2 separate regions of the Ovis aries genome follow, and region 2 is linked to region 1. A link is a contact called in public Hi-C data. All regions are on one chromosome and are shown on one strand. Each heading gives the region's core, a stretch centred on a gene start, on an enhancer-like site or on the middle of the called end of the contact. The rest is flanking DNA. Distances are from core to core; before and after follow the strand shown. Region 1 has its middle 42 kb from the start of PTGDR. Region 2 holds the start of PLEKHO2 (pleckstrin homology domain containing O2).

Region 1 (4,099 bases), core at 483-2,982:
CAAAGTCAAGTCTCTGAAGGTTGTTATAGTCAGTTATCTAAGACCTGCAGCATCCTCCTGTTCTCTCCTCCACTCCATATCCAACTTTTATTCCCCACTGATGATCCAACTGACCAGTAGTGGCCTCCTGCCACCACAGATGCTCAGTGCAGACCCAGAGGCATCCTCTACACAGAGGAAACAGCTTCCCACAGACCTCCTGGAGCTTCCCCTGTGGTTCCCCTTCACAGCTGGACCAACTTGGCTTCTCAGAATGATTACTGACTCCGCTGATGCTGTAACTCCCCTTCTGGTCACTGTCTTCCCCAGCTCCTTCCACAACTGTGCAAGGCAAATTACTATCATAAAGCCTCTATCATGCAACCGCAAAGAGATTCTGTTTCCCAAATGGATCCTGACCGACACAACAACCTTCTACTGCTGTTGCTTAACCCCTTTCTAACAAAACAAAACAAAGATGCACATGACAAGCACAGAGTGGTAAAATATTGGCTGATTTTATGCCAGCACTTGGGAGCCGGGGGAGGCACTGGTCAGGGCATTACCCCTGTGAGGGCGGAGGGACCGAGAGTATCTGAAGGAGGGAGAGGAGGGGAGTAGCAAAAGGCCCTGGCCAAGTGGGGTGAGGAGTGGCCAGCGGGAGGTCCCACAGAGGGACCTGTACTGAGTGGGCAGTTTGTGGGTGGGAAGGAGCATTCCCCACTATAACTGCTCCCACGAAGAAGGGTGGGTGGAGGAGCAGGCGCACAGGGAAGGAGCTGCCCAGCCAGCGTGACCCTGGACAAGTCTCTCCCTGGCTCTCCATAAGGAAAGCAGCACGGATGGTCTTTGAGGTCTCTGCCCACAAAAGCATTAAGAAGGCATGAATAATCCATTATCCGAAAACATTGAATAATGACCCAAAGGGAGGAGCAGCTGGATATTTTTCAGGCCTCAACACCCTGCTAAACTCATAAACCTTGGACCCGCACCCACTCTTCCCAGCACTTGTGTACCCATGGCCACCCTTGTCCAGTCCCAGCTTTGCCTCTAGCTGTCTGACTCTGGGATAATCACTAAATCTGTTTCTTAACTAGTGGATGATACCTCATCTGTGAATAATACCTTTTTATAGGGCCATTTCAAAATGCCTAGAGCAGTCCCCCGCACCCAGGGAGTGACCCATTATGGTGGTGATTATTATCTTGCTCTCCACCTGCCATCTGGACCATCCCATCTTGTCATCCCTAGGAATGCAAATGCTGCTGCTGCTGCTGCTAAGTCGCTTCAGTCGTGTCCGACTGTGTGCGACCCCCATATACGGCAGCCCAACAGGCGCTAGTAAATAGTAAATCTAAGCTCCATTTTACAGAGGAGACAGTGAAGTTCAAGAAAGGTTAATGATTCGCCCAGAGACGCACTGCAAACAAGTATGAGTTCAGAGTGGAATCCAGCTAAGGCGCCTCACCCAGCGCTGGTCCCGGGCGGGGCAGCGACCACGATTGCTGATAAGGACAGAGGACGTCCTTCAGGTGGGTCCGCGGGGGTAATCCAACTCTAGGGGGCAGCTCTGTCGTCAGGAGAAAAGCGATCTGGGGGAAAACCTGAGGAAACAGCGCAAGCAAGCACCCCGGTGGGGAGGAAACGGACAAGAGCTATGGGGCGCGCGGGCGCCCTGCTTCCCCAAGCTGCACCTCCCCCCGGAACTCCTCCGGGAGTGGGAGGAGCCGGTTCTGCTCGACTGCAGTTCCCATTGTCGACAAGCAGGGGAGCCAGAGCCGGCAAAGAGCTGAGAGTGTAAGGAATCTGTTGCCATCACCAGATAGGGTGGTGGACACAGGCTGTAGTCTGAGCTGTGGTTGACTGTGTCCTCCGGTGAAGGAGGAGGCTCTCCCTGCTGTGTCTTCCACTCTGGATTTCCTGCTGCTCTCTTCTCTGAGGCTTTCCCCAAAATTGCCAGTGAAAGTCCTCGAATGCCAGGCTAAGAACTTGGGTGAGGGCGAGTTGTGGCAGGGATGTTAGTAATGTGGCGTTAACTTCCAGTTTAATTCCCACTCCCCTTATTTCCCGCTTCACCAGGGACCTCCCAGAGAACCTTGAGCCTTTCTAATCTTGAAGGAAAAGGTAGAAAGACTTTATTCATACAGAACATTTGGAAATTACTGTGGGAAATGGCAACCCACTCCAGGACTCTTGCCTGGAAAATTCCATGGACAGAGGAGCCTGGTGGGCTACAGTCCATGTGGTCGCAAAGAGCGGGACAAGGGATGTGGAGAAGGGGTGTGATAACCTGGCATTCCTGGGTGGGGAAATGGGACAGCTTCGGGTGTGAGCCCCAGAGCAGGAGCCAGGGCCAGCCTGCTGTAAAAGCCCAGTCCACCTGCACAGTGAGGTCTGGGTCCCAGGGCTCTGTAAGGAGGCCACCCAGGCCTGGACTGAGTCCAGGGATAGTGCCCACAGCCCAGGGCTCTGCCAGCCCAGTCAGTGTGGCCCCAGACCCAAAATGCTGCTCTTTCTTGCAGGTTCCCAGAGCCTATGGTCCAGTCTTTGGTGCCAGCTCTGGCTTTGATGGAAATAACTGTCCGCAGCTATCATTCTGCACCACGCTGCTATCCCCACTCCAATCCTGCCAGACAGCGAACCCTTGAAGACATGCATGGTGGCTAATTCAGCCCTGGTGTATTCATTTGAAAACGAGGCCTAATAATACTTGGCAAAACAATGCTCAAAAAATGTGCAAATAGTATGGAAGGTATGGAAACAAAAGCAGTGGAGGGGAAAATGGGACCAGATATTGAGGCAATTTGACAAGAGTTATCAGAATTTTTTAAAAGATACATATACTTTATGCTCGACAACTCCTCTAAGAATCTATACCATAGAAGTAATATAAGTGAGCGGGCAGAGATAAATGTGCAAGAGTGTCTGCTGTAGTGTTGTCTGTAATGATAGCAAAGAACTGGAACCAATCCAAGAGTCTATCAGTAGAGGATGGTGAGATAAATTGAGGTGCAATCATTCAATGCAATGCTGAGCAACTGTTAAAAAGAACTGAGTGTGTCTGTAAGTGCTGAGGTAGGAAGAATCTCTGAAAGATAGCAAGACGCAGAATAGGAAGTAGAGGATGAGTCCATCTTTCTTTTTTACAAACATTCTCCCACCCACTGCCTTCAAACCTTTGTTGACTCTTCTTTTCCTGTCCTAGGCTGGCAATCCAGCAGATCCTTTGCTATGCAGTCCCTTTAAGATATTAACCATCTGGCCCAACCCAACTGAAATTCCAAGCTCTTTCATCTCCAAAGTACATCTATCACAGGTACATACCAGGCTTGTCATTTTAACTCATTTATTTCTCACCACAGGTGTCTGAAGTAGGGACTCTGATTATCATTCCCGTTTTACACGTGAGGTCATTATGGTATAGAGAGATTAAACAATTTTCCTAAAGTCACGCAGATCATAAATGGCAGAGCCAGGGTCTATGGCTCCAAAATCTATGCTCTCAACTCTTCCGTTATGTCACCCGAGGCTCACAGGACCATAAATGATAATTTTTCTTGTCTCAGGGTATCAGCAGGCACAGTATATAACATTAATCAGGTATACTGCTACTGCTGCTGCTAAGTCGCCTCAGTCGTGTCTGATTCTGTGTGACCCCAGAGACGGCAGCCCACCAGGCTCCCCCGTCCCTGGGATTCTCCAGGCAAGAACACTGGAGTGGGTTGCCATTTCCTTCTCCAGTGCATGAAAGTGAAAAGTGAAAGTGAAGTCGCTCAGTCATGTCCGACTCCTAGCGACCCCATGGACTGCAGCCTACCAGGCTCCTCCGTCCATGGGATTTTCCAGGCAAGAGTACTGGAGTGGGGTGCCATTGCCTTCTCCGATTAGATATGCTAGAATTAATTTAGCCATTTCCCTAATAATGGGCAAATAGATTTTTCCAGTCTCATGCTATCACAAACAATGCTGCGATGAATTTCTCCAGTCAGGTGTTTCTGTTGTGCTTTTGTGCACTTGTGGAAACATCTCAGTAGTTTAGATTCACGGAAGGGCAACTGCCAGCTCAAAGGATAAATTTAAGTTCCTCTCTTTTTAAAGTGTATCCATTTATTTATTTTTG
Region 2 (3,821 bases), core at 384-2,883, 54 kb after region 1:
TACGCAGGGAGCTTTTGGCATCTGGGAGTTAGTAAATGGCAATGTTAGAGACTCAAGACCAGAGGAGTAGAGGGCCGGGTTGACCACCAGACAAGCCATTGGACGAAGAGGCCCCAGGAGAACTTCCCTTAATTGAGGGGGGTGCGGTGGCCAGAGCAGCTCGGAGATCGAGTAGTCCTGTCCCACATCCTCTGGGAGAAGAGGAGAGGAAGAAGCCCAGCCCTCACAGTAAGGGTAAGGGAGCCCCACCCCTGTCAGCAAGAAACCACAGCAAATCATAGTGGCCTGACTGTGCCCCCTATTTCCACCCACTCTGAGAGAAGGGGCTACAATCAAGACCCGGGGAGGAGACCAGGCCCAATATTTTATAAAAGAGGAAATGCAGGCTTAGAGGGGAAGTGACTTATCTACCATCCCACAGAAGTGCAGGGCCTGGCCTGAGGGAACTCGGACAGATACCCCAGCTGCTCCTGGACAGTGGTCCCAGGAAGCAGGGAGATGAGCGCGGATGGGGACACAGGCAGTCTGGTCCTCAGCTGGCCAGGGTTGCCCCAAGAGTGAAGGTTTCATCTTTCCTCCCCACCTATCCACGCAAAGACATAGCCCCTCCCCTGGGTTTGGGAGGGGCAGAAGCTGAGACCCCCTTGGGGGACCAGAAGCAAAATCCTCTAGTCTCAGCAAGCCCCTCCCTAGTTTATTCATTCCACAGTCACACATTAAGTGCTGGCAGCGTGCCTGGAAGAGGTGCTACTGAGGGAACTGAGTCTGCAAGTAAAGGGCGGGGGTCACAGAGTGCTTGACCACACTCCAGACCATGAAGGTCCTGAGGGGAATGAGGGAGGCTCAAGGACCACTGCTGGTCCAGCTGCCCAGCTCCTCCAGGGAATCAGCCCTCCAGGGATGTGAGGATGGCAGGGGCAGGGATCAGCCCTGATCAGGGCCTGACAACTAATCAGGGAAGAAGCTGGACCCACCAGGGATAAAGGACCTACAGGGATTTAGGGGAGAAAACGCAACTTCTCCAGTCCTCCAGCCACAGGGTCACAGCCTCAAGATTCCTTGAGACAAGGATTCCAGAACCCACAGGCCCACAACACACACACACACACTGTGCCCTTTTAGGATCCGACGTGGACAGCACAGGGAGTCAGTGATAACAAGGGTTCGAGCCCAGCGACTCATGCTACTTTTAGCAAGTCATCAAACTCACCGGAGTCTCAGTCTCCCCATCTGCCCAATGGGAACAACCAGCACCACCACGACCACAGTTGGTGGGAGAAGACAGAAAAAATGAAGGAGAATGGGTCTGCGATCCCTTACTCCCGCTCCTGCCTCATCTCATCGGGCCTAGGCTCTGCCTGGGGGATTGGCGTGGCCAGGGTGGGTGGGGGTGTCCGGAGACCCGCCGCAAGAGAAGGGCTGGCTGGAACAAGGGCCTGAGCCAGGGACCCCAGCCGCCGCAAGAGTCTCAAAGACCCCAGCCCAGGCCCCCCGACCGGCCCGGCCCTCACCTCCTCTTCCATGACGAGTCCGCTGAGGTCCGGCTGCTCGACCGCTCGGCCGCTCACTCCCGGCGCCGCGCGGTCTCCGATACCTCCATCAACCGCCGGCCGGGCGGCGGCTCTGCGCGTTCTGTCCCGCTGGCTGCCGGGGGCCCAAGAAACTTCGGGGGGGCGGGGCCGAGGGCGGGGAGAGGCTTCCGGGGGCCGGGGGCGGGGTCCGGGGAGGGGACTAGAGGGGCCTGAAGGCCCCGGTCTGGGCGGGAAACTAGGACCGGGGCCGGGCCGAGGGAGGAGCCTGGGCGGGGCCCGGCGGGGGCTTGGGACTTGGATGGAGGAACCCGAGCTGGAGGAAGACAGAGGGGACCGGGCGGAGAGAGGTTCCCCTGACCCGCGGAAGGACTGGGACTGGAAAGGAATAAGGGGTGCGGGGGACCGGCAGGGGGAGGGAAGAGAGGAGGGGGCTTCCGGCCAGAGGCGGAGGCGAGGGGAACAGGCGGGGTCCGAGGGCGGGGCCGGGGTGGGGCAGGACCGAGCGAGCCCCCGAGGTGCTGACTGCTTCTGCCTTTGAGATCTCCTGACCGAGTGGGCTGGGGTTGCCAGACTAGGCTAACCGGCCGGGACGGCCCAGAAATGGGGGCAATCAAGAGATTCTTTCTTTCCTCCCTGACCCTGGGGTAGTAGCAACGACCTGGTTCTCCTCCCCGGAATCTCCTGGCAGGGCGGCGCCTGGAGCTCGGATCCCAAGAGAGGCGTCTAACGGGAAGACCTGGGGCTGGGAGTCTGGACTCCCGCGTCCCTTTGCGGATGGAGGTCTGCCTCTGGCTCTCAGAGCCCGATGTCCTGAGAGGGCCACAGGTCCCCAAATCAGTGTTCTCCTGCCCTCGCTGGGCATTGCTCAGAGTTGTCCACCTCTCTAATTCCTGTATCTGAGGGGTCCCCCCCACCCCCATCCAGCAGTGAATCTTGCAGCCTTGACAGCCTTGCTGGGAAGTGAAATGTAAGGATAATGGTGTTAGTTAGACCTTGTGCCCTCACTTTACACTTAGAGAAACAGAGATCTACAGAGAAAAGATGACTGGCTATATCCCAACCTCCAGCACCTTCATACATGCGCGCGCGCGCGCGCACACACACATACACACCTCTTCCCTCTTAGCTCTCGGGGTCAACCCTGCCTAATGCCTTTGCAGGAAGAATTAAGTGTGGGTGGAATCAATGGTGACCTTTGGCTCTGGCTGCCATAGCAGCAGCTGTGCCAGTTGACCCAGCTCCCTTTTCACTGCCTTCTACTGGCCCTCAGACTTCCAAGGCACTTCCAGCCAGCATGGAAAAGGGCATCCTGGAGCTCCAGGACCAAGGAGATGGAAGATGGGGTCATACTTTTTCTTCATATCTGTGCCTGGTTTCCTTCATCTAAAGGGATAAAGAAAATCCAGCTTGGGGAAACAGAGACAGTCAGTGTACATGGCAACAACCTCTTAAAGCCACCACATGGTACAAGTCCCTCAACCTGCAGAACTGTGCAGCTGGTGTACCCAATGCCTGAGGACTCAGAAGGTCCTGTATCTAGAAACTCAGGTTCCACCTGCCTGAGATCAGAGACCCTGGGGAATTCATGTGGTTGCCTAGAAGCAACTCATGGTGGGGGTGGAGTGGGAGTGAGGTCAGTTCTGAAATTCAGTCATCTCTGTTGCTACTGGGAGTGAGCCACTGATCACCACTTTGGTCTCAGTTTTTCCCCATCCAGCCTATGCTGTCCCTCTAGTTGTTGCCTCCACACTACACACATTCTTTCAACACGAATATTTTATTTGCCCTAATTATTTGTCAGGCCCCGCACTAATGGCTGGAAGATAACAGAAGGACCAAGTGTCCTTGGCCTTTATCAAGAGAGAAAGGCATGTAAACAGAGAAAACTATGTGTTAAATGTGAGGGAAAATGCATAGAGGAAGGGCACCAAAACTGAGACAGAACAGCATTCCAGGCAGAGGGAACAATGTGAGCAATGGTATGGAGGCAGGAAACAGGTATGTGTGGGTGTGGGTGTGTGGGTGTGTGGGTGTGTGGGTGTGTGGGTGTGTGGGTGTGTGTGGATGTAGGGAGACCAGACTGGAGAAGAAGACAGAGCTCCATACAGTGAGGACCATGAAGGTCATTTTAACCTCAGGGCAATGGGATGTTATTGAAAGTCTAGGGCCTTGGAAGGGATGGAGTGTGTTTTGCATCTGTGCCATTTGATCAGCAAAGTTTATTGAGTGCCTCTGAAGTGGTATGTTTTCCAATACATCATCCTGGCATTTGTCTGTCTCAAAAGAACT

Evidence for each region. A called contact is a pair of places that touch in the nucleus more often than the background predicts.
Region 2: a Hi-C map of tail adipose tissue shows a contact between it and region 1, with 3 times the contacts expected there. The contact joins the promoter of PLEKHO2 here to the enhancer-like site in region 1. A contact is called at or near these places in 5 of 16 Hi-C or Micro-C datasets (blood, liver, omental adipose tissue and 2 more).

Annotation. Positions count from the first base shown.
Region 1 is chr7:43,452,514-43,456,612 of ARS-UI_Ramb_v3.0, forward strand. No RefSeq gene overlaps it. Among named protein-coding and RNA genes, the nearest start is that of PTGDR, 42 kb to the left of the region's middle. Within about 2 kb of position 1,733, at least 33 of the 54 cell types and tissues checked have an H3K27ac peak or open chromatin away from gene starts, as enhancers often do. A contact at or near this core is called in liver and tail adipose tissue, where this site is marked.
Region 2 is chr7:43,506,765-43,510,585 of ARS-UI_Ramb_v3.0, forward strand. It overlaps PLEKHO2 (pleckstrin homology domain containing O2), which reads right to left and starts at 1,634. Exons shown (of 6, transcript XM_004010530.5): 1 at 1,512-1,634. The coding sequence starts at 1,523.